Linked DNA regions of Mus musculus: regions 1 and 2 are each linked to region 3. Evidence: chromatin contacts called from public HiChIP or PLAC-seq and promoter capture Hi-C data. All regions are on one chromosome and are shown on one strand. The core of a region is the stretch at or near the end of the contact, and the rest is flanking DNA. Distances in the headings are between cores, read along the strand shown. Region 1 holds the start of Tlk1 (tousled-like kinase 1). Region 2 holds the start of Nfe2l2 (nuclear factor, erythroid derived 2, like 2). Region 3 holds the start of Wipf1 (WAS/WASL interacting protein family, member 1).

Region 1 (2,700 bases), core at 96-2,595, 2.7 Mb before region 3:
CGGGAACAAAATGACAAAGAATGCTATGCCTCAACCACTGGATCCGGGCAAGAAACATTTGATTAGCAATTACCAAAGCTATGGATAATAAATATAGACATATTTTCAAAATACAATAATCCGAACGACTCATAAACCGAAGCTCTGAATTTCTTTACAAGGCTTACTAGACTGCTGGACTTTCAAACGTTTTCTTCTTTTTTTTAAAGGTGCTGATAATCTCCTTGTGCGAGACAACCGGGAGCGAACAGCCCATTTACCGATTGCTAACGAATACGACTTCGCATTTTCCAGACAAAAGGGCGTTAAAAGAGATCCGATGCAAATTTATTCTTCCCTGGTAAAGGAGTGTTCTCCCGAATTCCATTTTATGGAGTATACTTAAAGTTAAAGGCAGCAAGTTCATTTTTTAGTCAAAAGCACTAGGTGCCTTACTAGCTGTGTGACTGCTACATCTGGTGGCAGAACACTTGCATGCAAGGAGCCAGAAAACTTAGAAAACAATTGTAACCGATCTCAGTGCGTGTTTTGCAGAAACCTTCAAGCAGGAATTTCCACCAAAAAAAAAAAAAAAAAAGCCCACCACCCTTGGGCAGAAAGGAACACGAGCGTACTTGCAACCCACGAGCATAACGTTCAAACATGCAGGAGCCGATGGCGAAGGAAGGAAAGTTGCAACCATCTGGGGGGGGGGGGGGGGTGGCACGAGCAGCCTTGCCCACGAGTCGGTCTGCCGTTGGGATCGCTCTAGGGGCCGCGATGGGGATCCGACTCGGATCCGAGGCAGCCCAGAGCATGCGGGAGGCGGGCGAGGGGCATCTTAACCGGTCCCGGCGGCCCGGCTTGCGGCGCGGGGACCGCCTCTATGGGAGGAGTGCGGGCTAGGGGAGGGGGCTCGCGCGCCGAGGCTGCACCGCGAGGGCAAACCCACCCGAGCCCCGAGGCCAGGAGGCTCAGGGAGCCAGGGCAGGCCTCCCGCCCGCGAACCGCCACCCCCCACCCCAGCCCGGGGTCCGCGCGGGCCGAGGGAGCCCGCGGGAGGGCGCGGCGGCGCTTACCTTCCCTGGGCCTCCCGGATGGCGGCGTGTGATTCAGCAGGGACCTGGCCGCCGCCGCCGAGCCCGGGGTTGGAGACGTGGAGAGCCGGGACCAAGATGGCGGCCCCTCCAAACTTCCACTGCTACTTTGGACACTCATCAAGCTACTTTCTGGGAGCCCGACTCCCCCCCTGCGACGGCGGCGGCACCGGCACCCGCCTCCGTCATGGCGGGGGCCGCGCTGAGGGCGAGCGCGGGCGCGAGGGCTGGGAGGGGAGCGCCGCGCCGCCGAGGGAGCGCGCCGGGCGGAGGGCGGGCGGGGAGGGTAGCGCCGAGGGGAGGCGAGTGGCCGGGGCCGCGGGGCCGGGGCCGGAGCGCGGGCGGAGCGCGGGCCGCGCCGACCGAGGCCACTTCCGCGGGCGGAACCTGCCGGCACCTCTGCAGTGCGTCGGGCCCCGGCGTCGCCCGGGCGGTGGCGGGCGGTGGGTGGCGGCTGAGGCGGCGGGGTAACCTCTGCATCAGTTACGGGCGGCGGCGGCGGCGGCGTCACGCGCCGCCAATGCAAACACTATCGCGAGGCTCCTGCGCCTCCGGTAGCAGCGGCGGCGGCGGCGGCCGCGGGGCCGGCAGGGGGGAGGGGGGAGGGCCCTGCCCGGGCGGGGCGAGGGCGGGGAGGGCGCGAGCGCGCTGGGAGGCGCGGGGCCCGCGGCGCGGCGCGGAGCGGCGAGTCGCGTGCGCGGAGCCGGCCGGAGGGAGGCGCGCCCCCGCTGCCACCTGCCTCCCCCTCGCCGCGGCGCGCCTGCTCCGAAGCGCGCCCCACACCCAGCCTGCCCGAGACGCCTCTGCTCTCGCCTGGCTCCGGAGTCTCAAAATGGAACTGAAAAGTTGAGAGTTGCTTCTTGCCCTTCAGGAGAAAAAGAAGAAAGAGAAGAAGGAGAAGAAGGAGAAAGAAAGAAAGAAAGAAAGAAAGAAAGAAAGAAAGAAAGAAAGAAAGAAAGAAAGAAAGAAAGAAAGAAAGAAAGAAAGAAAAAGAAAGAAAGAGCAGTGTGCACTTATCCATCTGCAAAACAGGAGTAGTCACGGAATTAAAAAAAAAAGAACCTAAGAAAATAAAACTTTCCTTAAAACAATCTACCAAAAGAATTGAGAAACCCTACCGGTGGGGTAGCCTGAGTGTGTGGTATAGCTGTTTGTTCTTTGTTTTCACAGAAGTGGAAAATCTAAATAGAAAATGTTGACTACTGAATTCACAGTAAAAAACACAAAAAACAAAAAAACTATAGTGTTCATCTTGAAGAAGGTATAGTTTCTAGAAATTTCCAGTTTCTGGTGCCGCTGTTGAGTATTGACGACGAATTCCCAAAACAAATTACAGCATTTGCTAAAATTTATAGATAGAGCATAGCTTTCTGCACACCCACGTACACACACCAGCGATTGGCCATCTTGTTCATAAAAGAGCAAGTCTGGTAGTCCAGGAAAAATACGACAAGGTTACTGCTCTCTTTAAACCAAATTGAATAGAACACTAAAATGATTATGCTATAGAGCAACTGTGCAGGCATAAGGAAATGACATGATTACCAGGGGGACCAAAATGTCATTTCTATTTTTTATTTTTATGACTTTGCATTTCTCATCGTAATGTTTTCTTCAGATAAAC
Region 2 (2,700 bases), core at 77-2,576, 2.2 Mb after region 3:
TTACTCTTACCCTTGACGGCAAGGACCAGAATATCCTGCCTTATACATTTTGGTATTACAACTCTGTAATGCTAAATCCAAAGACAAAGCCGCCCAGGGGAAAATAACAATTGCGCAACTGATCAACAGCTCCAACTTGTCCCTTGGCCCCAGAGCAGCGAGGTTTGCACGCTATAGAGCAGGAAAGGGCCAACCGAGGGCCTCTGTGACTGCCAACTGGCCGATGTAAGCCAGCCAGAAGCCACAGCCTCGCACACTACGTGGGGCCCCGCGGGTCACCATACTCAGAACACACAGCCCAGCATGGGGCCCACTCGGACCTCGGAGCCCGCCGCCCAGGTCTGCACGTCCTTGCGCCCGGCGCGAGGCCATTCCCGGGTTCCCAGGCTGAAGGAGCGTGCGGAGCCCTGCCGGCAGGCCGCCCGTCGGGGCGCCAGAGCACGAGGGCCACCCGGTGACTTTCTCCTCCGCCCCCGGAGGGCTGGGCTTTTCTGGATCAAGACGGACAGGCGTGATCTTACAGACCAGCTCTCGGGCTGAGGCCGTAGACGGCCGAGCTCACCAAGTCGTAGAACGGGGGTTGGGGAGGGCTTCGGGCGGACGCCGAGGAGAGACCTCAGCTCCCCCGAGCGCGGCCCCGTGACTAGGCACATTTTTACCGGCACCGAATCAGGGAAACTACGCTGCCCCGGAAAAGGCCGGGCGGCGCCGGTTTAGACCGCCAGCATCCACCCCCCTCCCGCCTCTGCGCCTCCCACCCAGCGAGGTGGTGGTGTCTCTGCCTGGCCCCACGAAGTCAGAGCTTCCTCCACACCCCAACCTCGCCGCCCCTGGAGACCTCAGGCTCGGACCCCACTCTCGTCGCGGCCCCAACATCCTCCGTTGCCCTCCCAGCTCGGCGGGGCAGTTCCCAGGCCCTGCCGTCGTAGTCCTGGCTCAGACTGTCCCTCCCTCCCGGAGCCACTATCCCCTCGAGCTCCTGCCGGCTTCTTGGCACAGCCCAGGGGCCCGAAGGTTGGGGCAGCACCTGCTGGGACTGTAGTCCTGGCGGTGGCAACTCCAAGTCCATCATGCTGAGGGCGGACGCTGTGGTAGGGCTCCCCGACGGCGAGGCTACTTGCAGCAGAGGTGAGGCGGCGGCAATGGCTAGTCCGAGCAGCGGAGAACTAGGAGATAGCCTGCTCGCTGGAGTGGCAGGCCAGCCTTAGTCCGCCCCGCCCCCGCCCCCTGGGGGCGGAACAAGGACCTAGGGACGGGACAAGAACTTAGAGGCGGAGAAAAGGCTAGGGCAAGAGGCAAGGGCCAGAGGCAGGACAAGGGCATGGAGGCGGGGTAAGGGGCGGGGCAAGAGCTTGGAATCGCGTACAGGGGCAGGGCAAGGACCCGAGGGCCCCCCGCAAAGGCCTAGGGCGGGGCAAGGGGAGGGGGGGACAAGACGGGGGCCAGTGGAAGGAGCAAGAGCCCGAGGGCGGGGCATGGACCTGAGTGCTTCCGGCCGGAGTTCCCGCGTTCCCCTCGACCCCCCACTGTTGATCCTCCTCTCGCTGTCCGGGGCATGGCGGAGTCAGGTGGGCTGAAGTCGCACGGGGGGCGGAGCGCGAGCAGGAGGCCTTCGGCCCCCCCAGTCCTCTGTAGGACAGCACCCCCTTGCTAGAGATTAGCAGCTGTTTGCCGAAGGTCGCTCCAGCCCTGGCTCTTTGAAGCAGTTTAAACAGTTGGTGCAAGCACACCGGGAGCCCCGGCCCGTGCGCTGCTATCGGAGCTGCCACTCCCTGATTTGGACCTGCAGAACCTTGCCCGCTTTATCTCGCTCCACCGGCTGACTGTGGCGCCAGTTTCGGGGTTAGGGCTCTGAGCTGGGACCCGGACTTTGCAAGAGGCCAACTGCCCTCTGGCCCCAGGTCCCATTCAGTTGCTGGTGCTCAAACACCTCTGCCCCAGGGAGATGGATGAGTCCACGCTGCAAACTCGTGCTCGCTTACTCGAAGGCCCTCCACTTCTCCCACGTGCCCTGGGCTCGGGGCCCAAGCGGTCACTCAGTATCACTTCATCCACCCAGAGCCCAGCAAGCGGGCACAGCTCTAACAGAATCACCGAAGTGGATTCTAAGACTCTCAGGGTTCCTTTACACGTACTTACTCTATTTGGGAATTTTGAGGTATGATCTCATAAGGCCCCACCTCTCAAGCTGTTTTTAGAGCAGCGTTTCTCAACCGTCGTAATGCAGCGACCCTTTAATATAGTTCGTGTTGTGGTGACCTCCAACTAGAAAAGTATTTTTGCTGCTACTTCATAACTAATTTTGTTGCTATAAATTGTAATGTAAGTATCGGATGTGCAAAATATCTGAGATGCTTGGGGTGGCTCTCCACAGGCTGAGAACTGTACCATAGACTCTGCCACTTGGGTTTGGTGGTGGTGGTGGTGGTAGTGACTGTTTTCACAACGTTCATTCCCAAACATACTTCTTTAACTGCCCCCGAAAAAAAATCCAATTTCTAAAATAGTTATATGGGCTTAGAAAAAAAATCGAGGGATGTTTTAATGTGTTAATAGTTGAAAACCCAGAGTATTTTTATCTTTCTCTTTGTTGTTTTAAGTATGTTTGAACACAAATATCTTCTTTTGAATTTTTTTTTTTTTTTTTGGTTTTTTAAGACAGGGTTTTTCTGTGTAGCCCTGGCTGTCCTGACACTCACT
Region 3 (2,700 bases), core at 12-2,511:
CACCACCCCATGCCTCTGAGAGGATCAGCCTGGTGAACCGCAACTGGCAGGTAATCAGGGTAGAAGGCAGTGCCCTGAGCACTGTAAGAAGCAGAGAGCCCATAGTTTATGAAAGACTTTCTCTCTTTAAGAAGTCAAAAACATGATCTACAAACTTTTAAGTTATTTATCAATTATTGAAATAAGCATTTTTTGAGGAGGCAAAAAAAAATCTATCAAATGAAAATACAGTATTCAAATTATATGGAAGCTGTTAAAAGAAAACCTACCCAGGCTGCACACGTGTCCGCTGTCCCTGTGGGTCTACCTGCAGGCCCGCTCAGGAACCAGAGAGATGAAGGGCAAGGAAGATCCAAGACAGACTAGCGATTTTCAGAGAAAGAGACCAAATCTGCTCACTGTAGAAACCCTGAGGGGTTAGGAGCCTATAGCCCGGGGATATTCCTTGGAGATTAAGCAAGACCCAGTCAAACCAGGTTCCACACAGACACACCTTTTGTTAATCTGAGTTCAAAGTCTAGCCACAAACCGAGGATCTGGGTCATCCCTATTGGATTTCTCTTGCACTAGTTAAGTTTCACTGTTCTTTCTTTGAAAAGAAAAGCATGCTAAAGTAGCGGGAGATGAAGGCTGAAGGGAAGCGGTCCACGATTTAGGGAGAGGCCCCGGGCGCAAAGCCCTGACCCGAGCTGGCCGCCCTTTCAGGAGCAGACATAGGCACCTAGAGCGCGCCCATACCCGGGATCAGGCTGCCCGGGAGCACTGGAGCCAAGTTCTGGGAGCCCTAAACTCCAAAGTCACCCGCCCTCGGTGGAGATGGAGTTGCAGATGCGGTTCCCGGGCATCCCAGGGAGACCGCGGTTAGATCCATCGGGTCCACGGGCGGTCCTGGGTCGGTGCAGCCCCGCAGCGCTCAGCGGGGATCGCGGCATCTCGAGCCCCGGCAGCCGCCGCCCCTTCCTCCCGCGCGGGCTGGACCGCGGGCCTGAGCGGGGATCGCTCCCCTGGGCGCCGAGGACGCGGCCCCGACAACCCGCCCGTCTGCACCCCAACTCCGTGCACCCCGGACGCGCCCTGCATGGTGGGGCGCGGCTCCCTTACCGTGCAGCGGCTCCGGGCGGCTCCTCGGCCCCGCGGCGCGCGGGGCATTTTTTTCTGGGAAACTTCTCTCTGGGTCCGCAGGGCTGAGCCGGGGCGGGCAGGAAAAGCGCTCCGCGCCGGGAGGCTGCGACCATCCGGGAACTTCGCCGAGATGTGCGCCCTCCCCCTCGGCCCGCGTCCTCCCCCTACGGCCCCCGCCACACGCGGACGCCGAGGCAGCCGCTGGCCCTTCGCCCTTCGCCCTCGCCGCGCCCTGACTTCCGAGGCCGGCGGGACCGGAGCCTGGGCTGGGCTCTCCCCGGGGCGGAGGCCGAGGGGTCCGGACCTGCGTGCGCCCAGGAGCCGGACCTGGAAGGGATACCCAACCCAAGACGCTGTCCCTAGAAACTACCCGGGCCTCCGAGTGGGGTGCTCTCCCCCCAACACAGGGAAAGCCTTTTCCGGTCATCTCCACTCCGCTCCCGAATCAGAGGGCGCCCCCCGCTTTGAGAAACTTAAAAGTTTCCATTCACTGTAAAAACTGGCTTCTAAGATGGAGTGGCCCCACTGAAGCCCAAGGGCCACGCGCGTCCCCAATCCCCGCCCACTGGGAGCGCACAGCTCTTCCCAGGGTAAGGTGCCTATCGGTTGGGATTCTTGGAATCTTTTTTTTTTTTTTTTCCACCGACTTCTGCAAACATAGAAAGATCAAGAGCCGAGCGAGTATAAGGAGAAACCCGAGGCCCTTTCACATGGCTCTTGCCAGTTCTCAAAAACACCACTATCAGGCCTTAAAGGCAAGTTAACACTGGGATGACACATTAGAACATATACATTTGAAAGACAAAGACAGTTATGGTCAGTATAACTACTGGACCGGATAGTAAAGCTACCGAGACGACGTAGCTCTCTGGGTAAAGGCAGGGAAGCTTTGAAAGATGCACCTCAGAATGTGGCATCTAGAATGCCTCGGCTTCAGGCTTTCTGTGCTGAGTTGTCCCTATGTGTGCAGTCTCTGTGACATGCTTCTGGCGGATACGATAATCCTGGAAAGACAGCGACAGGGCCACCTCTCCTAAACTCTTATTAGCGTTTTTTTTTGTTTTTTTTTTTGTTTGTTTGTTTGTTTTTTTTTTTTTTTTGGTAGGAGTCTCTAAATGCACTCTTTCCTTTTTGTTTTGTTTTTGTTATTTTTAGGTCTCACCATGAATTCCAGGATGGTTACAAACTCCCACTGTTAACTGTATTCGTCTAAGGTCTATGCTATATTTGCCTTTTATGTATGTATTTATTTAATGTGTACAAGTGGTTTGCCTGCAAATATATCTATCTGTATCATGTGCTTGCCTGGTGCCACAGAGGCCATAAGAAGGTGTGGGATGCCCTGATAATGGAATTACAGACGGTTGGGAGCTACCACGTAGATGCTGGGAATCTAAGTGTCCTCTGTTAAGAGCAGCAAGTGCTCTTAACCGCTGAACCATTTTCTCCAGTTCTGGCGCATTGAGTTTGGATCTTTTCCTGGGTTAGCAGTGTGTGGTAAATATTCCTTCTTGTTGCTTGACAACACAGGGAATCCATGAGGAGGGTAAACAATCCATACTATGCTGCATTGTGCCG

The links. Promoter capture Hi-C pulls out the DNA fragments that hold promoters and counts their contacts. HiChIP or PLAC-seq counts read pairs in DNA pulled down with a chosen protein or histone mark.
Region 1: a contact with region 3 is called in a promoter capture Hi-C map of pre-B cells, with 2.7 times the contacts expected there. The contact joins the promoter of Tlk1 here to the promoter of Wipf1 in region 3. A contact is called at or near these places in 2 of 39 promoter capture datasets (the C10 cell line and pre-B cells).
Region 2: an H3K27ac HiChIP or PLAC-seq map of bone marrow-derived dendritic cells shows a contact between it and region 3, with 8 times the contacts expected there. The contact joins the promoter of Nfe2l2 here to the promoter of Wipf1 in region 3. A contact is called at or near these places in 5 of 39 promoter capture datasets (the 3T3-L1 cell line, the C10 cell line, cranial neural crest and 2 more) and 2 of 115 datasets of contacts at active chromatin or transcription factors (astrocytes and bone marrow-derived dendritic cells).

What each region holds. Positions count from the first base shown.
Region 1 is chr2:70,824,135-70,826,834 of GRCm38.p6, forward strand. Tlk1 (tousled-like kinase 1) reads right to left here and starts at 1,346. Exons shown (of 20, transcript NM_172664.3): 1 at 1,059-1,346. The coding sequence starts at 1,197.
Region 2 is chr2:75,703,337-75,706,036 of GRCm38.p6, forward strand. It overlaps Nfe2l2 (nuclear factor, erythroid derived 2, like 2), which reads right to left and starts at 1,327. Exons shown (of 5, transcript NM_010902.4): 1 at 1,028-1,327. The coding sequence starts at 1,072.
Region 3 is chr2:73,528,226-73,530,925 of GRCm38.p6, forward strand. Wipf1 (WAS/WASL interacting protein family, member 1) reads right to left here and starts at 1,262. Exons shown (of 8, transcript NM_153138.4): 1 at 1,102-1,262.